Regions from separate parts of the Mus musculus genome. Here all the other regions are linked to region 2. Evidence: chromatin contacts called from public Hi-C, HiCAR-type and HiChIP or PLAC-seq data. All regions are on one chromosome and are shown on one strand. The core of a region is the stretch at or near the end of the contact, and the rest is flanking DNA. Distances in the headings are between cores, read along the strand shown.

Region 1 (3,279 bases), core at 270-2,769, 130 kb after region 2:
GCATCTCTGGGCTGGTAGTCTTGGGTTCTATAAGAGAGCAGGCTGAGGAAGCCAGTGGAAGCAAGCCTACAAGTAAAGAACATCCCTCCATGGCCTCTGCATCAGCTCCTGCTTTCTGACCTGCTTGAGTTCCATCCCTGACTTCCTTTGCTGATGAAAAACAGTATTGAAGTGTAAGCTGAATAAATCCTTTCCTCCCCAACTTGCTTCTTGGTCATGATGTTTGTGCAGGAATAGAAACCTTGACTAAGACAAAAGCAAACCATAGAATGGGGAAAAAAACATTTTCAACTTATGATGCTAGTATAACATATGTCTGCATATAGAAGAAAACAAGTAGATGTTATCTATCATCCTGCACAAAACTCAAGTCCACGTTTTTCAAAGACCTCAGTATAAAACTGGATAAACCGAATCTAATTGAACAGAAAGTGGGGAATAGCTTTGAATTAATATGTACAGGAAACAACTTCCTCATCTGGGCACCAGTGGCTCAAGCTCTAAGATCAAGAATTGATAAATGGGACCTCATGAAACTGAAAAGCTTCTGTAAGGCAAAGGACACTGTTAATAGGACAAAACAGCAACCTACATATTGGGAAAGGATGTTCTCCAACCTTACATCTGAAAGAGGGTTAACATCCTAAATTCATAAAGTACTCAAGAAATGAAAGACCAATAACCCAAATAACACAATAGCTGAAGGGGTTCGCAACCCCATAAGAAGAACAACAATATCAACCAACCATACCCACCAGAGCTCCAGGGACTAAACCACCAACCAAATAGTTCACCTGGAATGACCCATGGCTTCAGCTGCATATGTATGTAGCAGAGGATAGCCTTGTCGGGCATCAATGGTAGGAAAGGTCCTTGGTCCTGTGAAGGCTTGATGCCTCAATGAAAGGGAATGCCAGGGTGGAGAGGAGGGAGTGGGTGGGTGGGTCGGTGGGTGAGCACTCTCATAGAAGCAGGGGGAGAGAGGATGGGATAATGGGATAGGGAGTTTCCAGAGGGGAAACCGAGAAAGGGGATAACATCTGAAATGTAAATAAATAAAATATCAAATAAATAAATAAATGAAAGAACTGAGAAGAAAACAAAATGATTTGATAGAGATGTCTTAGCAATTTGCTGTAGGTGCATTACCACTAATGATCGGAAAGCATTTCTCCCCATGAGACATATCACTGAAATTTTTGCTCCTGTGTTGTTTTGTTGTTTGTTTGTTTTGTTGTTGTTTTTAATGTTTGATACCAGGTATACTGGAGTCATTGATAGTAGAAATCCAGGGCCACTGTACTTTACTCTGGAATTTATTGACTGATGCTTCAATTTTGTCATTTTATTTGGAAATGTCAATGTACCTTAAATATATTTTATCTTTATTGCCCTCTATTCCTTTACAGGGTTCCTGCAACCATTTCTTTTCTACTCTAACCAGTCTCCCACTCTTAGTCCATTACTCACTCTTATCAAGAACTGTGCCTCCCATTTTGCTGGAAAGAGGTGTACATTAAAATTCTCCATGCTGTCTGTAACTGGGAAGGCATTTTTATTAGCTTACTCATGCTTTTATCATTTCCCATGGTTGCATTGGGGTTTCCTTCTTTCATCTATTAATTCAAAAACTATTTATTCTACTTTTGTTTGGAGCCAAGAATTAAGAAAGGAACTAGGAATTCAAAGGAGAATAATGTCCCTCTGAAGGCACTCCTGCCTTCTGGTCTACCATCAATCACATCCTAACAGCTTGCCTCCTCACCCTGACCTTTTCATTGACTCCCTTCCTTCTGAATATAAAAACAGGGTATAAAGTACAGAGTAACTCCTTCTGCTCATTACCTACTGAAGCATTATTTTGCCTCCTTCCTATCCATTTCCTTTCAGTGTCTTAGTCATGTTGCTAAAATATTTTCAGTAGTCAGAATGAGAGTGTGGTTTTCATCTCACACTTTTTTTTAATGTGCCTTGCTTCTATAATTGTTAAAATTTACTTATGATACTCCTATGATCTTTCTCATAGTTCTTTTTTTTATGAATTATTGTTAACATCCTTGATAATTTATCAGAATAATTCCTTTTAATTCTTCATTCCTGGTGATAACTTTCAGCATTCATTCTCTCAAATTCCATGCCTCTTCTTCCTCTTTATTAAGTGGCAGGGAAGCACGTTAGAACACAACTTTATATATCTTTAAATGTGTGTTATTATTAATCTTCAACTGATAGATCAATGTGATCTCTTATCAAAGTCTTTATGCTTGTTGTGAGATGGCGCTAATAGAAATAAGTAAGTTCCCTGAGGAGCTGGGCTTCATTTATGTAGGATATCGAATGGGAGAAATCAAGAGGATGTAGTCACATGGAAAGCTGGTTTTGTTGCTGATGAAAGGTGTACTACAGTGAAGATCATGGTGCATACTTGCTTTGAGAAGTACAATGACAGGGAGGACAAATAATTTTCTTTTGTTTATAATGAGGTAATTATTATTAAAGCACCATTTCTAAGAATACTGTCTCTGTAACTATTCAGGAAGAGTTTAAATGATAGAAATAATAGAAGTAGGGAAATAAGTATTAAGGAAGATTTTGTTCATTTGTTTTTGTGGTTTTCATTGAAAAGGTATAAATACAGGTTTTATTAGAGTATATAGGTTGAACTAATATGGAGTATTAAATTAAGAGGGAACACACACACACACATGGGAATAGAGCAAACAAACTTAATATTTAAGACATAAGGCAGTCCTGAAGCAGCAGAATAATATGACCAGCACAGCTGAATAGAAACAGGCATTCCTAGGGTAGGGGTTGATCTCAAGTGGAGATAGGCACCACAGGTTTATGTTCAGAAATGATCAATGTGAGCAAAGCAAAACAGCATGGCCCCTGGTTAAGGAATCTTAACCACCTACTGATCACCAAAATTTTAACCCGGAATTGCTCCTGTCTAAAGGAAATACGGGGACAAAGGATAGAGCAGAGACTGAAGGAAAGGCCATCCAGATACTGGCTCACCTAGGGATCCATCCCATCTGCAGACACCAAACCCAGACACTATTGCTGATGTCAAGAAGTGCTTGCTGACAGGAGCCTGATAAAGTTGTCTCCTGATATGCTCTGGTAGAGCCTGACAAGTACAGAGGTGGATGCTCACAGCCAACCATCAGACTGAGCACGGGGACCCCAATGGAGGACTGAAAGAGCTGAAAGGGTTTGCAACCCCATAGGAGGAACAAAAATATCAACTAACCAGATTCCCTAGAGCTCCCAGGG
Region 2 (3,199 bases), core at 576-3,075:
TTATCATCCCATAAAAATGATGCTGACATCAAAGCAGAACAAAGCATCAGTGAAAACACTTAATTGATTTCCCCCAACGAATCTCAATACCTCATCTCTCTAGAACCCATTCAATTATACTGACAGAGTATTGAAGATTGAAAATACTCTCCCTAATAAATACAGTAGATTCCACCATCCTATTCATGGGTACCCATTCATTCCATGCTCACTAATTCTTCTGGATTAATTGCCTCTGAAATAGTGTTTCCATACATAAATCTACCTGTGCTCCATCCCTGATTATTAAACCACCCCAATCAGCTATCTGCCAGTGCATGCAGATGACCAGGCAGTGGTTAAGTGATGCAGATGAGGTAACCATGGACTCCTGCCAGATTTAAACCAATGACCTCGTGGTGAGTAATCCACTGGAGCCCCATATCCACCAAGGCATATTTTACATAAATCATCCAGAGAGTGCGCCATCAAAATTTCAAACAATGAATCAAAGAGACAATATTCTTGCTTGAAAATTGTAGCTATAAAATTAATATAAGCTATTAACTAATGTCTAAGTATAAAGGGAGGCCAGGTACTGTTAGAACAAACCTATATGAGCCCCACTGGCCATCAGAAATCCCATCACTTCTCATATAGTGTAATTATACAGTAAAATGACAAGCAGGTCTAGTCTGGAAATGCAACCTTACAGATCTTGTGTTATATGGCTTTTTTAAATTGAAAATACATTATTGATTCTATTCAATAAGGAAGTGAGGTTAAAAATTGAAAAGGCTGTTTCTCTGACACAGAAGGAAAGGACAATTAAACACAGCATGCAATCTCAAAGAAAAATCTAAACTGGTCTCATTGGTAGCACATATGCTGCAAGAGTGCAACATGAAACTCTCTGCCTCTACCACACAGATGGAGGAGACCCTAGAGATGTTTGTGTTGGTAATTTTCAAAAGAAACAGTTTCTTCCTGCTTCCACAACCTCTTCACCCTGTCATCCCTAAATTAACTTAGAAGAAAATTGATTTTTATGGGTGACTTTCCCTTAGAATTTTACCCCTGGGATTTGTTGACTTAGTAGTTAAAACCAGGGGGAAGGGATACTATTAATATGTCCAACCTTAGTCTGTTTATTAACCAAGTTAGAGACATTTGTACATTTTTACATATTGCTATTACCAGTACATAATCCGATATGCCTCCCCTAAAAGAGATATGCTCCATAAATTGCGAAGAACATTGCCTAGATGACATGGGAGATCAGACAGTGCTGATCTATCTATCAGAACACCCTGGTTTCAGTCCGACCTAGTGATGGGCTGTGACTGCCATCCCCCGCCCAAGTCCTTTACAACTTAGTCCCTTTAACTCGCACACTTAAAAGTGATGGCTAGTGCTTGGTCATCTATTATGAGTAAATACGAGAGTATAAATATATTATGTAGCTTCCACCGGTGTTTTTCCCCTTAGAAGGCACTGGAGCAACTTAAAGTCTTGGCAGGTGCCACAGCCTCCAGTCAGGCTCAGCTCCTCCCGGAGCGCTTTCCTCATGAGTCGCGTGGGCTCCTAAGAAAATACTCAGACTTGAGCACACCAAAGGAAAAACAAGTCAGTACACAGACCCAGAAAAGTTCTATTTCAGTAACTGAGTAAGACTGAAAATCTGAGTCCGGCTTACCGAGGTGGGAAAAGATCCAGGAGAAGTCAGCCACTTGCTCCGGGCTTGGATTTCCAGTCCCCTAGGTCCTTTCCCCAGAAGACCTTTAAAGACTTAGTGAGTCCGGAGGGTGGGATTCCTGCCGGCCGGTGCTGAGTTTCTTTGTAGCAGAATCCCGGGCGGCAGAGCCGCGGCACCCGGAGCCCTTCTCCACGTCGCTCAACCCCGCACCGCGGAGTGAATGGCAAGTGGCCGGGCGCCGGGGGCGAGCGCTCGGTGTCCGATTACAGCGACGCGGCGCGCGGCTGAGGCTGCCCGGGCGCACCGCCCAGCCGGCTGCAGCAGCGGCCCCGCGTGGCCCGCCGCATCTGCACGGGCCGCCGCCCCACCCAGGGAGCGCCTGGCCGCGGGTGGCAGCGAGCCTGAGGGCGGAGCACAGGCTGGCCTGGGCGCGGGAAGGCTCTGCTGCAGGCTAGACTCTTCTCCGTAGCGCTGCCTTTGGCAGTGAACAGTCGCTGAGCGCGCTCAGCCAGTTTTGCTATGCGCGCCTCTTGAAAAGCATGCAGGCTTGGCTACGCTGTAAATATCCGAGTGCAAAGCAGTTGTTTTGCCAGAGGAAGATTCCCTGCATCCTTTTAAGGCAAAGAGTTACCGTTTTAAACGGGCACGGATCTTGTCTTCACCCTGAAGCAAAATTTCTAAAGCTAGGGGAGAGTAACGTACGGTAACCCCCTTTCCCAGAAGTGTAATCTGTTGAGTATTGTTTCCTGCCGCGTTTCCCTAACGTCCTGAAATCAGTAATTATGCTGACCTTTCCACACTGAATCATATCCAGCACCTTCCTCTCCGGGACACTCCCAAAACAGAAGTTGTAAGAATTTTCACGTTTTTGTTTTGTTTTCAAGAATGCTGTTTCCAATGGTCCCAACACTTTGAGACTCATAAATCTACACACAGGCGAGTTATTTGCAGCCCTGCTTTCAGGAAAACTCGTTAAGCCGTGCAACTGACTTTGATGTGTGTGTGTGGAAGGGGGTTTCTTCTTCTGACTAGACTGAATTAAATGATTGAACATCAAAAGAAAAGACTTTCACTCCTTGTAAACTGAGCAGAGCTGGCTTAAAAAAAAAAAAATCACTGTTCGCTTCAGCCCAGTAGGTGTCACTGTGTGAGGGACCCTTGAGTGCAATTTATTCCCTGTGTATTTCCTCAGTTGCCTTACAAAATGAAGTAGAATCTTTACATTCTTATCAAAGTTGTCGCGGGAAACACCTCTAAGATTACAAAAGAGAATTCCCGCTCAGTCGGACCCAAGAAGGAGAGTTGCCGGAGTTAGTGATTAGAGGGCAGAATCTTTGTATCTATGTAGACACCGCCTCTGATGTCCAGTAGGTAGGATTGTCTGATTTTTGCCATATATTTGAGATATGTGAAAATCAAGTTAAAGAAGTTCATAATCGTTGCAAGATTCGCCTGCCTGAGATGGTTTGCATTTTAAGGTGGACTATCTCTGCGGTATACAGCTAAGTACATAGTAGACAAGGA
Region 3 (3,014 bases), core at 208-2,707, 220 kb after region 2:
CACACATTGTGCAAAGGACCATAGAAATTATTTCAGTGCATGCTATAGAATTCTGTGACTTAAAATTTTCATTTCTTTGGAAGAAAATAATATTGAAATTCTTCTGCAATTATCTGTAACCTTTTCTCCTTTTATCTCATATAAAAGAGAAAAATGTTAGAGGATATTAAAATTTTTATTAATTTTGTGGGAATTTCAAACAATGTATTTTTATTATATTCATGCCATCTCCTCCTGTTAACTTGTCAGAGACATAACCCAAACTCCTACCTCTAATTTCAAGTTCCCTTTTTATGTACTTAATAATGTATTGACTCTAATATATACTGTCCACATACTTTGCTATGTGGGGAAATCCAGTGAAATGTGATTCACCTACTTGGTCACACCCTTAAAGAAAACTTAACTCTCCCATAGAAGCTAAAACTCTCCATAGCTCCAAGTTAGGGGTCAATGTTTAAGAACCACTTCCCCATCATGCTATAATGTTTAATGGCATGATCTTATGTAGGTCTTGTGCTGGTGACCTCAGCTCCTATAAGCTAATGAGTGGAGCAGTCACACATTATGTCATTAATATTTTTATAAGTAATCAAAAGAAAACGAGTATTGTTCACTACAATATATGTAGGACCTACTGCATTGGGACTTTATTAGAGTGCAGGGGTATTAGGCTGAACAAATCGGAATGTACAATTTAGGAGCAGAGTGCAGGACAATGGATGCAGGGGAAAGTCAGTAGATTAAGAATAGAGGTCAGTGGATGCAGAATAGAGTTCAATGGACCCAGAGTCGACAGTAGTGGGTGCAGAATGGAAATCATTGCTTACATAATGCAACACGATGAATGATGAGTAGACATCAGTAGAAGCAGAGTAGAGATCAGTTGATACAGAATGGAATCCAGTGGATGAAGAGTGCATACCAGTGGATGCAGAGTGGAGGTCAGAGGATACAGGGTGGAAGCCAGTAGATGAAGATTGGAGGCCAGTGAATGCAGAGTAGAAACCAGTGGATACAGACGTAAATTCAGTGGATGGAAAGTGGACATCAGTGGAGGCAGACTGGAGGTCAGTGGGTACAAACTTAAGGGCAATAACAGGGACTGGGGTAAGTTTTGGGTAAAAGAGTGTAACAGAAATTTGAAGATAGGCCAGAGTAATCAGACACCTCTGGAGGATGGTAGGTGGGAGCTACCCAGTTATGTATCCAGGATGATCAGATACTGAGGTTGGTTGGTTCATAGTAAGGTGACAAAAGTGTCTAGATTTTACCACTTAACCTACAAATGATTATAGTAGGTTTAGGAACCTGAGTAAAGCTTGGTCATAAAAGGAATTCTTGTCACACCCCTCATCATAAAATGTGGTATTCATGTTTTTTCCATGAATCATTAAAGCTTTTCTTCCTTCCCAGCCAGATAGCTTTGCCTAAGCTTGTTTCATAGATAGCTTCTGGAGCCAGTGTGTAAATACTATAAAGCTTCAAACTGTATATGTGTGTGTATTTAGAGTACACTAATACAACCTCCATTTCACAATGTTTCTACATTTTAGGAAGAGTGTCTCATGGCTTCCTGTTCTAACCCAAAGAAAAATACAGTAAAAACAATTTGATGAATGTGAGGGGAAAGATTTAAATGAAAAACAGCCTGTGATGTTTACTGAGAGACCAAAGCAGCAGATGCATCTCCTGCCTCACTCTACAAAAGAGGCAAATCCACAGCAGCTACTGACCTTGCACATGAAGAAACAGCAAGGCCTGGTTTGGTTTAGCATACAGAGCATGGATCTTGATCCTTCTCCGGGGCTTCATTTGATTCACATTATGCGAGTTTGAAACATAAAGATTTACCTTGTGTGGATACCTACGTGACTAGATCAACCAATAGCCCAGAAGACTTGAGCTATTGGTATTACTTAGTATGGTTTTGCAAAATTTCTCTGATAGCACCTGGGAATACTGGAAGTGGTGATGTCAATGGCTCTACAATGCTGCTTCCTCACTGTATTCAAAGTTAAACTGAGCCATGTCAGGACTCAGTAGCACCTGTAACTGGGATGGAGTTACTCTTCTTTTCTGGGTTGGATAAGTTACCAAGGAGAGATCATTCATTTGTTCTTATATGTAAGAAAATGAGACTTGGGAATATAAAAATCTGTATATGTGTTCCTCAGGGAAAAAACTCTACATCTTAACCCCATGTAAAAACAGAATGTAGAAATTTCTATGGAGTATGAATTTCTTATTGCTTTATATTTTTAAAATATGTGTACATTTTTAAAAGGTTAATGTCAGTTGGGTTATCATGTAGTAAGAAAAAAAAAGTTTAGTTTTAAAAACTGTAATTACACCATCTTTGAAGTTAACAATGCGAATAGCTAAAAACTGCTATATAAGAAATGCTAAAAAGAGAAATACTTCTGCTTTGGAAGACTTTAACTGGTTTATTGATTTAAAAAAAATATTCTGTATATACTGATTAGGATCAGAAAGTAAAGCTCAAATGGCATTTTCTCACACGATGAATTTACCTGTTTAGAAAAAAAACAGTCTATGCTAGTTACACTGAAATTAAGTTTACAGTTGGGAGGAGGGGCATTTGAGTATTACATGTTATAAGAAAAAAAATGGTTAGATAAATATATAAAGTCCAATATTTTTATGACTGCATTACACAACATCTCTTACACACTTAGTCTGTAGTGGAAAGCTCTAGTTAATTAAAAGCCAACAGTGATCAAATGAAGTCGAAAAGAGTCCTATCCTAATACACCACATAAAATTGTATAGAAATCAAAATGGCAAATAGATGTATACTTTTCTATTTAAAAAACTTAGTTTTTAAAATGTCCATTCTACTTTAGGTGTGTAAAATTAGTGAAGCAGGAGCCTGCAACTGTTGACTTCGCTTATTATTCTGGAGCTCTCCCAGTAGCTCTTAGTGTGAGTAATCAAAGTGTAACTCCTTGAGAATCATGCCCACGTCACAGAGAGCCTTAGCCAATGTTTGT
Region 4 (3,191 bases), core at 496-2,995, 180 kb after region 2:
TTACTCACAAATAAAGGTTTAGTGGGGAACATTTTGTTAAAAGCTACAAAGATACCAGCCATGCAAAAATTTTTGCAAGGTTTATGATATAAATGATAAAGTGACCCACATGGCATCTTATTATATTGGACTGTTAGATACTGAGAAAATTCACAGAACTGATTTCAACAGCAGTTTCAGTTATTTTCTTCATAGTAAAGCTTTTTTATGACTCTACAGTGCTTCTAAGATTATAAGAAAATTATGCTTTATTTTACATTACAATGAGTTTTAGGGTCAAACTTGATGATGAAAATCTTATATTTCACAGTCATCAAGTAAAAACAGAATGTGTTTCATCATGTTTTCTAGTAATATTTTATCTGATTAAATAGTTCTAATAAAAATAAAGCCATCACCCTCTGTGAAAATGAGTTTTGGACTTGCATCTTTATTCTCTTTCATGTGGTTTCCTTTAGTACTGAGTGCAAAAATAAGGGAAGTAAAATATATAAACAGTTACTAGTTATTTTATCTTTCCAACAAAATTGTACACTCACAACTTATTATAAACTAACAGAAGATGGTTTACAAAAACTGAAATTTCTGCTTTATTTTTTCTATTCTTTCTCACCATTAAAACATGCATTTTTGACACGTTGACTGAACAGATGTAATGAGAAATATGCTTTTAAGAATACATTCCAGTGTTCCCCATTTATTTTATATTTTTAATCGTACTTATGATGTAAAGTCACTTTTAAATATTTTAGATTAACTAAATGTTTTCAGATCCTTATCATGACATCATATTTTAATGTGACTTAATTTTCAAATAACTTAGAATGTACAAAATGGGTATCACTTATAGACTTACTTCATTTATTTATAAGAATTTTGAAGATAAGCCAAGAATTCTCAAATAAATATTTATTCTTTGCTTCTTTCATTCATCCATTTAAAAAATTCATTCATCAAACCTATATCAAATATTTATTAAATAAACTGTGGCTAAGTTATGTTTCTAAAAGCACCTTGATTAGAACTTGCTCTACGTTTTCTTTAACATTTGTTGTTTCTTTAGTCTATCAGTCTCCAGCATTTGGCTATGTAAACTCTCAAGCCAACTTTTAGAAATGATGAATCATGGACGGAGTTGGGAAGTGACTGTCACTTTCCTATTTAAGGATATGATTTAATTTTTTTTAAAAGCAGCTCCTACTATTTGGGGAACTTTGAAAATTGAGAATAGTTCTAAACCAGTCTTCAAACATTTATTAAGTAATCTCTCGTTTATAGATGTTGTAGTAAATTCTGTAGTTTTGTATCAAGTTTTGTTTATGGATTTGAATGTATGCTAGTAAAGATATCTTAGAATATTGTTCAAAGACTTATTTCTTTATTCACTTATGGTTTGATTTGATTTGCAAAGTAACTTTAACAACTTAGGTTATGCTTGTATTCCCAAAATTCCTTCCCTTGCCATCTGGATGCAGAGCTGAAAGGCATGAATGACTACCTCGAGTTCTGAGGTTTTGTTAGACTCTCTTGTGCATCAGTACAGCCACAGAACATAAATAACACTTCTGTACTAAGACATGGTGTTTATTGTCAGCGTGCTTATGAACTTTACTGTGGTGAAAAGCCCACGAATTCAAGAAATTACTTTTATTTTCACTTACAGGATTTCTGAGGGTCAATGAATGTAAGTCAGCTGTCCTGTCACGTGAGCTGGATGTGGTAAGTCTTAGGAGCTAGTGTGCAGTGTGGAGAGTGAGTCTGAGACACTGAACGGAAGTCAGGGACATCCTTTCACTTCCTTTTGATCCTTTCCTTTGAGCTGCATCCAAGATGAAGCCAGAAATGTTTGAAACGCAGAGAGCGTGACAGGTCAGTGTGTGCTGAATTCGGTGACATGCCAGAATTTCAGCATACTTCCCCATGTGCTTCTTAGGTTGGTTGTTTTTCTCTCTCAGGTATTCACTCTAGAAAGGAAAATCCATTTTCTTAAAGAAGTAGTACAAATTTATCCAATTCTTTGAAAACCCCCCTTAGATTTTACTATTAATCTAAGATCTTCAGGGGTAGTCACTTATTACTATTAATTTTTAACTCACCATAAAGGAAAACAAGCAAGAAAAATTCATTAAACTATCTATGTATAACTATTCCATGACTTAGTATATTATAGAGATTTTTTTGGTAAACAGTTAATAGTATGATTCCTATGATATGTCAAACATTATTATTATTATTATTATTATTATTATTATTATTAATTATTATTACCCACCTCCCCCCTTCTTCTGGATTTACCTCCCCATCTATTCCTAAATACTCCTCTTTTTCTGCTATTGTTTTTACCTCCCTCCATATTCCTATAATGAGCTCCCTCTTTCTTGTCAGATCTGCCAGTACTCCCCAAACATCAAAATACTAAAAAAACCCAAGACATGAGAAGTCTCCTTTTTGCTTCCCCCCCCCCCCCCTTTGGCCAGAGCTGAACAAAAGACTCCTGAAACGTAAAACCTATTGCTGTTCACCTTCGTGAATTTTAAATGTCTATTGTTAAAATACCATCTATTCAGAAGCAGGATCCAGAGAACCCTGTATTGGAATCAATATGAAAGCTTCAGCCCCCAAGAGGTAATCAATGGTCATATATGGCCTTGATGCCTATGAACCACATCAAGAGTAAGCATGGCATAGGAAACCTAAGTGGGCAGTAGTAGTGTGCATACCTTGGTGGTAACCAACAGCTCTCTAAGATGCACACAATGGAAAGGGAACCAGGCTTGGTACTGGAAACCTAGCTAAACACTTAGTGCTAGTGAAGTCATGGATATTAGAGGAGAATCTAAAACCACTAATTTCTCAAACTAGCAATCAATCCTTATAATAATCTATAAACTTTTGTCCTTATACATACAGACAAGTACAATGTTCACCACCCCCAATCAAGGACACTTCTCTTTGCAACAGAGACCAGTATAAAAAATCATAATCAAAATTAAAACATGTAGAGTTAAATCTCTATGAATATCATTATATATACTGAAAAACTTAAATTTAGGAATAGATATATACATATCTATCTGTATTTTTATCTATCACACATAGGCACACAGACAGACAGACATACACAGACACATGTACAGAATAGTAAAACTCAAAAAAAGAGGTCATGGCTTTTAAGGGGAGCAGGGAAGAAT
Region 5 (3,308 bases), core at 87-2,586, 250 kb after region 2:
CAATTCAAGCCCTACACACAAGGCTTGGAATGCCTACACATGGCTTTTGAAAGCCAAAAGATCGTGATTGTCTGCTATGAGATGTCTTCGATCCATGCAGGGGAGCAGCACCTATGAAATCTCAACAATTTAGTTACCTGAAGAAAACCTACAGGCAGATACCCTATTCTAGTTGACAAATCTATGTGGTTGAAAAAAAAATCTCACAAGTCCTCACCTCTAGATGAAGAGCTACAGGTAATTAATCACTTTTGTGAGAAGAAATTAGTCTTCTCCAGAATGAGCCTTGTAATGGTGGTTTATCCAGGCAGTCAGCTATAAACACAGACATACTAACAAATAACATGCATATGAGGCACAGACATATTAATAAGTATAATATATGCGTAATAAAACTATACACACAAAGCATAAAGTTTAAGAACTGTTTTAAGTTGAATTTTTAAAAATATTTTTCATCTATTGCTTCAAGATAACCTGTATTAACACTTTGTGGGAAAAAATTGACCTTAAAATGTACACTTGTATATTTTAAAAGTATTTACCAGATTCTTCAGTGAATCATTGTCTTTCTAACTAAGCTATGTACATTTACATTCTATATAATATTTAGCATATGTAAGTATAAAAGGCAGTAATTGTATCACACCAACACAAACTAAATTTGTGCTCTTAGAACCTCAACAAGATGGAAAAATCTTTACCCGTGAAGACACCTGGGCATTCAAATGTATGGCATTAGAAGAGATAAGGAGAGGACCTATTCTATTTCGCATAATGTCCTTAAGGCATGAACTTACCCTGTCTGTCTGCTCACATCTTCAGAGACGCTTCTTTCATTAGAAGTGATAAGGTAGCTTAAAATAAATGACTTCTTTTTATCCTCTTACTGAAAATACTCTACAGTGAGCTATCAACACTTCCACGTATTAGCAAATTAAATGGACTCCTCTGCAGATGACGTAGGAGCCCCCTTTTATTTATTTATTTATGAGCTCTGCTTATGAGACCAAGCTTCCTTTTTAATTTTTATTTAAAGCTACAGCTGTGAGTGCACAGCTTCCTGCCAATCAGCCTTATCTAGCTTACTATCACTTTATGGATTTATTTTTTTTTTAGCAAGGCATGTTCCCCAATATTTCCTATGAACAACTTCAGTGGGTTCATTCTCATAATTTTCTAATTGATGTTGTCTATCAGAGCAGATGTTCAAGTTCATATCGTCTGATTCTTTTTGGTGATGCTGACCTTTAACATAGCTTCACTCTGGAGTGACCACCCACTGTTGTAATCACACTGAATCTCACCAGTAGTTCCATCTCTGACAAGGCAGACAGCCTACTTGGCCTGTGTAATGAAGACTTCCTGTCTTGTTTTCTTTCCCATGTCCCCACACCCTCTAAATCAGTTCCCTAACTTGCCTCAGAGTGCCAATTTCTTAGCTTCTCTCTTTCTTTAATTAACTCCCTCATTTCTTTTAAACACGGTTTTGGACTCCCATGCTTCTTTGCACAGGAAATGTTAATCATCTTTCTCAATGCTCTGACATGTATCCATTTATTCTTACAGTAGCATTCCAAGGTCTAATGGGATAACCACAAAGAATTCCCTTGGCTGCCAGCATTCTAAATCTTAGTCTGCAGCTTTTCATTGGTATCTAAGCATATATTCACCCATTCATGTAGCACTACTGAAATCATAGGTTCAGTAGACTATAAGCAACATAATTTATTTATTTTTTAGTTCTGTAATCTGGGAAGCCAAGATTAAAGTGGCTGCTGATTCAGTGGTGAGACTTTATTTACCAATTCAGACATGACATTTTTATCCTCTGTCCTTATAGGATGAAAGGGTACAAGATCCCTTCTAGTAAATATATTAAAGGATACTAATATCTTCTATGAGTATTCTACCCTGATGACCCAAACTTACCCTAATGGTTGTCAACTCCTGCTATCATCATCTAATGTATTATACATTTTTTAACCAAAGTAATTGGGGGAAAGACACAAATATTCAGACTTTTGTGGAGCCCAAATATTCACTGGATAACCTTAGCCTATGCTTAATCTACTATATTCTTATTTTCATAATTTGTTTAGCATTATCAACATTATTTCTTATAAATTAAACTGGCAAATTTTGGTGAAAACATACTGCTTATGTGTATCAAAGGAAAAAATGAAATGAAAAAAAGAGGCTAAAGAAAATGTGGCCCATTTACACTAATGAATATCACTAAATTGTTTAAAAAATTAAACACTAAAATTAACAGGTTAATTTATGGAGCTAGAAAAATAATCCTGAATGAGATAACCCTTACCCCAAAAGATAAATATGGTCTTTGTTTACATGTGCAGGTTGGCTTTTAAGCTTTCAATAGGCACAGCACAACCCATGTAACCACAGAGTTTAGGAATAGAGTAAGGGACTAGGGTAGAGGGAAGGTTTTCCTGATGAAGGGGAAATATAATAAATATATATGGAGTGACTGAGGTGGTGAGTGAAATTGGAGGATTAAACAGCGTGGGCCAATTTCTTAGCTTCTCTCTTTCTTTAATTAACTCCCTCATTTCTTTTAAACACAGTTTTGGACTCCCCTGCTTCTTTGCACAGGAAATGTTAATCATCATAGATAACTATAATCATAGATAATATCATATCAGAACATGATAAATGAGAGAATATGGGGAAAGAAAGCTAAAAGCAAGGGCCCTCTGAGGAATCCTAATTCTATAGAAGCTTCTTTATATAAACACATAAATGAAAGAAATCACAGTGAAATTATCAAGTAATGAGGAGACAATGCTCTAGCTTGTCATATCTGCCACCAAATGAAACCTCCAGGTCCAGGGATATTTATATCTAATTGAGTTTTTTGGCCAAGTGCAACACCTAAAGAGCTCAGACTATAGTTAAGGCTAATTATTGCTTTCTACAAACTGATGGCAATGCCTTATTGTTGAAGATAACACCTAATATGCCCAACTAGAGCCTTTACCTGTAGTGTTATGGTACTGGAAGGAATTTTGCACACTACCAGAAGTGAAACAAATTCCAAGCCCATGGCAAATCCTGCAGTAGAAAATGGTGATATGCCTACCTGCTATGCTGATACAGTAGTGGCACAAAAGTTGTGGGAGTAACCAACCACTATCTGCTGATTTAAAGGTCCACTTCTGAGATAGAACACTGAGTGCCATCCAAGCATGGCACTGCTTGTGTGGCTAAGAACCTGAGTCTAGATAGACCATGGACACAGAAACTAACTAACTAACTAACTAACTAACTAACTAACTATATTGTTC
Region 6 (3,460 bases), core at 614-3,113, 160 kb after region 2:
AGAGTAGGAGTAAGAGGCAGAGGTCAGGAAGGACCACCATGAACCAGAGTCTTCTGGATACTACAAAGTCATTACATTCGGAAGCTCACAGCGATTACTGCCTATACGACACTGGCACAAGATCAAACAAGGTGGCAAAACATTTTAGCATTGATTGGCACAGTCTCTTGAGCTCCCACCTCTAGATCAGTAGCTCTTTGCAATTGACAGCTTCTGTGGGGAGAGAATCTATTTCCTCAGGGAACACTGGCACCTCGTCATCTGTCAATGTCCTGCAACCGTGTACACTGAAACAGTGCTAATGAGACTCAGTCTCATCTCTCAGAGAGATGGCGAGTGGTTGCTAAGACTTGATGCTCCACCACATGACCTGGATTTAGTAGCCAGTAGACATTTCAGATGGCTCACAACTCTGTGTAACTCCAACTCTGGGGCACGTGACTCCTCTAGTCTCGCGGGTATCTGTGTTCACCACTCACCTGCACACATCCACTTGCACACACACATATGCATGTAATTTAAAATGATACAAATACATTGTTTTTAAAAATGTGATAAATGTGTTCTGACAAAGTTGGAACAGTTTTCAAATAGTGTTAACAGTTGGAGCAAAGAAAGTTGAAAAGTTGATAGATCCTAGATATGTCTTTTTAGAATTTGTATATTATTTTTATTATTATAAAATATATTCAGTAAGACTATATACTATACAGATTTTCCATATTTTAAATTTTTTTGTAAGGGAATCTTTTCTAATTTAGTACAATGAAATACCAAAGCCTTGTCAATTTAGATGCTTCTTTTATTTATAGAATATTTTTGTTGCTACTATCATTACTATCATTACTATCATAAATATTTATTATTATTTTTTTCCTGGATGGTAAAACTGAAGTTTCCTACATGTAGATATTATCATTAGCATAAAAGTCAAACACAATCCAATGCACATGTAACTAAATTTATATATTAGATAATTTGAAAGAAAGACAAAAGTCAATTGTAAGTAAACTGACAAAGTTTCATCATATATTTTTGTTTTCAGGAAGAACAATAATTCTTTAACTCTATTTTTCAACATAAAGTCTTAAGGTGCTCTTTGGTCAGGCCACTTTCTGGGCAAGTTTAAAGGTTGTTTGATAAAACATTGTGTTACACTGTAACTATAAACTCATGAGGTAACAATTTAACTTCTGGTCTGGTCCCAGGATTAACTTTATGGCAACTGGAGCTTAAAGTCTCAGTGTAACAATTACTCATATTTAACAGATCTTTTCTTTCTCCATCTCTAAACTTCTAGCTATTGTTTGAACTGTCTTTTGGGGGGCTTCTTTTAAATGTCTGTCATCCCTGAAAATGTTCACATTCCTTAATCTGAGGTGTAAATCAGCCACTTTGATAAGGAAATCTGTGTTGAGTTATCTGAAGGATTGCCTCGATGCTTATGTGGTAATGGAACATTTTAGAAAATGTGGCACATTACAAAGTTAAGTGTAAATCTCCCTTGAGAGGTAAAAATAAGAGCATGGCAATATTAAGAATGAAAGGTGTTAAGAAAGCAGATTTGGAAGATTGCATGACTGAAAACCTTGAATCCATTCTGAGGACTTGTTTAGCCGCCTTGCTTTACTAAACCATACATTTCTCCAAGTCTAGGAGGCAGATTTTCTCAAAGGACAGTTTTTGTGACTTAATTGATCCTGGGTAGGGTGCACAGCAGTTTAGGAGCCCAGGGTGTGCTTTGTTTTGGATGAAATTCTAAAGCAGACATTTATGGGGGAACTCTTCCTCTCTGTTCTCAGCTGCTAGGCCAGTTGGTTGCAGCTTGCTGCCAGCCAGTCAAAGGTCAGAGGCTTGCTTACATCACTTTGCTTTGCACAGAGAAAGCTCTGTAACAAAGGGATCAATGCAGCCTTCTCCTTGCCAGGGCCTGCTTAGTGTGAGGTTATTCCCCAAGGAGGTACAGACTGTCTGAAGGCTCATCCTGTCTCCACCCACAGAACAGCACAGTTTCTTACTTGTCACATAATTTCTGATGTTAAGGAAAATGTGATTTGATATTTAGTATTTTCTGAGAAAGTAATTATTAAATCAACCTTAGAAAAATGAGATCAACTTTTTTAATTCAATTGTGTCTTTTTAAGTAATGGATTTAAAAATGCTAGATTAGCTGTTTTAAGGAGTAAAATAATTCTGCCCTATGTTATTAAAATTAGTATGCTAAGCACAAAAATCAATAGTTTTAAGAGATTTTTTTTCAAATCGTATCCATATGTGAATTTAAGAAATGTGTGACTTATTTATACCATAAAGTGGAAATGCCTTTACCCATTACCATTTTTGAAATTATTTCACTTAATTAAATCAGGATTTGTCATTTCTACACAGAGACATTTTGTTTTTAACTTTTCATTGTACATTTTCAATGTGCCTCTACATAAAACACTGGGAACTGAATGATACCTGGATATTTTGTGACAAATCCACACACTCTACCTTATAATTACAACTGAAGCCTTAGTTATCTTCAGCATCTATGAACCTAGTACACACATACCAGAGCTGCAATCATTGTCCACCAATGCCTCACTGCAACTCTGTGTTATCCCCACATGTCCACACTTGCATTGAAAGGTATATGTATACTTAAGAATGATATTCCTAATTGTTATTAGAAAGCTTTTTTCTCTATAAGGCATGAAATTCTTCATGATTCATGCCTACTGAAGCTCTCTATATCTGTGACTCAGTTATCTCTATACCACTTTGCTTTATGAAAACAAAACCCATTGATTGGTTTCCTCCATGAAACACAGACACTCCTGCAACTTGAAGGGCATCATCCAAAGCCTGCCAAGGTTCTCTCTTTTCCTCGTGGGTTCTTCTTGCACCAGCCTAAGCAGTACTTCAAGTATGATTTGTCATATCTTTAGAAAATATCTTCTCTAAAAATACTTTTATGGGGCAAATCCTAGCTCTGAGAATGACAGAGAAGAATAAATAAATAAATAAATAAATAAATAAATAAATAAATAAATCTTCTGTGTCTTTTTAGATGAAAATTATCATGTTATAACTTAACATTGTTTATTTTTAATCTTTAATCTTTTATTACAGTCTAGTTGTTATTCCCTTCCAGGTCTGCCCTCTGATAGTTCCTTGCCCCATTCCTCCTCCACTGCCTCCAAAAGGATGTCCCCACTCCTCTAGCCCACCAACCTCCCCACTCACTGGGGTCTCAAGTCTCTTGAGGGTTAGGTGTATCTTCTTTCTTGGGGAATTCAGGTTATTTGACACTGCTGATCTTCCTATAGTGTCACCCTCTTCAGCTTCTGCTAGGGACAAAAATGGAGAAGAGACTGAGGGAAAGGAGGTTCAGTGACCAGCCCAAATATCGGTCCAGCTCAAGGGGAGGCTACAAAGCCTGACACTATCATTGATAATATGGTGTATGTTTTTC

What was found. A called contact is a pair of places that touch in the nucleus more often than the background predicts. HiCAR-type assays count read pairs that join an accessible place to other places. HiChIP or PLAC-seq counts read pairs in DNA pulled down with a chosen protein or histone mark.
Region 1: a Hi-C map of pancreatic cancer cells shows a contact between it and region 2, with 4 times the contacts expected there. The contact joins the enhancer-like site here to the promoter of Sema3c in region 2. A contact is called at or near these places in 6 of 39 promoter capture datasets (the 3T3-L1 cell line, 3T3-L1-derived adipocytes, cranial neural crest and 3 more), 3 of 484 Hi-C or Micro-C datasets (the HL-1 cell line, pancreatic cancer cells and uterus), 2 of 115 datasets of contacts at active chromatin or transcription factors (a colorectal cancer cell line and pancreatic cancer cells) and 2 of 9 other capture datasets (adipose tissue and pancreatic islet).
Region 3: a FOXA1 HiChIP or PLAC-seq map of pancreatic cancer cells shows a contact between it and region 2. The contact joins the enhancer-like site here to the promoter of Sema3c in region 2. A contact is called at or near these places in 2 of 39 promoter capture datasets (liver and second pharyngeal arch cranial neural crest), 1 of 484 Hi-C or Micro-C datasets (nephron progenitors) and 2 of 115 datasets of contacts at active chromatin or transcription factors (a colorectal cancer cell line and pancreatic cancer cells).
Region 4: a contact with region 2 is called in an H3K4me3 HiChIP or PLAC-seq map of bone marrow-derived macrophages, with 3 times the contacts expected there. The contact joins the enhancer-like site here to the promoter of Sema3c in region 2. A contact is called at or near these places in 10 of 39 promoter capture datasets (the 3T3-L1 cell line, 3T3-L1-derived adipocytes, cranial neural crest and 5 more), 3 of 484 Hi-C or Micro-C datasets (bone marrow-derived DN2 thymocytes, epidermal suprabasal cells and uterus), 3 of 115 datasets of contacts at active chromatin or transcription factors (bone marrow-derived macrophages and a colorectal cancer cell line) and 1 of 9 other capture datasets (macrophages).
Region 5: a contact with region 2 is called in a FOXA1 HiChIP or PLAC-seq map of pancreatic cancer cells, with 7 times the contacts expected there. The contact joins the enhancer-like site here to the promoter of Sema3c in region 2. A contact is called at or near these places in 12 of 39 promoter capture datasets (the 3T3-L1 cell line, 3T3-L1-derived adipocytes, embryonic stem cells and 7 more), 2 of 484 Hi-C or Micro-C datasets (embryonic fibroblasts and nephron progenitors), 3 of 115 datasets of contacts at active chromatin or transcription factors (bone marrow-derived macrophages, neural progenitor cells and pancreatic cancer cells) and 1 of 9 other capture datasets (liver).
Region 6: a contact with region 2 is called in a HiCAR-type map of kidney, with 3 times the contacts expected there. The contact joins the enhancer-like site here to the promoter of Sema3c in region 2. A contact is called at or near these places in 5 of 39 promoter capture datasets (the 3T3-L1 cell line, 3T3-L1-derived adipocytes, hematopoietic stem and progenitor cells and 1 more), 1 of 484 Hi-C or Micro-C datasets (epidermal suprabasal cells), 1 of 115 datasets of contacts at active chromatin or transcription factors (kidney) and 1 of 9 other capture datasets (adipose tissue).

The regions. Positions count from the first base shown.
Region 1 is chr5:17,438,146-17,441,424 of GRCm38.p6, reverse strand. No RefSeq gene overlaps it. Among named protein-coding and RNA genes, the nearest start is that of Speer4f1, 36 kb to the left of the region's middle. Within about 2 kb of position 1,519, at least 11 of the 459 cell types and tissues checked have an H3K27ac peak or open chromatin away from gene starts, as enhancers often do. A contact at or near this core is called in the HL-1 cell line and pancreatic cancer cells, where this site is marked.
Region 2 is chr5:17,573,442-17,576,640 of GRCm38.p6, reverse strand. Sema3c (sema domain, immunoglobulin domain (Ig), short basic domain, secreted, (semaphorin) 3C) reads right to left here and starts at 1,825. Exons shown (of 18, transcript NM_013657.5): 1 at 1,676-1,825.
Region 3 is chr5:17,358,039-17,361,052 of GRCm38.p6, reverse strand. No RefSeq gene overlaps it. Among named protein-coding and RNA genes, the nearest start is that of Speer4f2, 14 kb to the left of the region's middle. Within about 2 kb of position 1,457, at least 17 of the 459 cell types and tissues checked have an H3K27ac peak or open chromatin away from gene starts, as enhancers often do. A contact at or near this core is called in pancreatic cancer cells, where this site is marked.
Region 4 is chr5:17,388,700-17,391,890 of GRCm38.p6, reverse strand. No RefSeq gene overlaps it. Among named protein-coding and RNA genes, the nearest start is that of Speer4f2, 17 kb to the right of the region's middle. Within about 2 kb of position 1,745, at least 15 of the 459 cell types and tissues checked have an H3K27ac peak or open chromatin away from gene starts, as enhancers often do. A contact at or near this core is called in bone marrow-derived macrophages, where this site is marked.
Region 5 is chr5:17,327,414-17,330,721 of GRCm38.p6, reverse strand. No RefSeq gene overlaps it. Among named protein-coding and RNA genes, the nearest start is that of Speer4f2, 44 kb to the left of the region's middle. Within about 2 kb of position 1,336, at least 7 of the 459 cell types and tissues checked have an H3K27ac peak or open chromatin away from gene starts, as enhancers often do. A contact at or near this core is called in pancreatic cancer cells, where this site is marked.
Region 6 is chr5:17,417,839-17,421,298 of GRCm38.p6, reverse strand. No RefSeq gene overlaps it. Among named protein-coding and RNA genes, the nearest start is that of Speer4f2, 46 kb to the right of the region's middle. Within about 2 kb of position 1,863, at least 43 of the 459 cell types and tissues checked have an H3K27ac peak or open chromatin away from gene starts, as enhancers often do. A contact at or near this core is called in kidney, where this site is marked.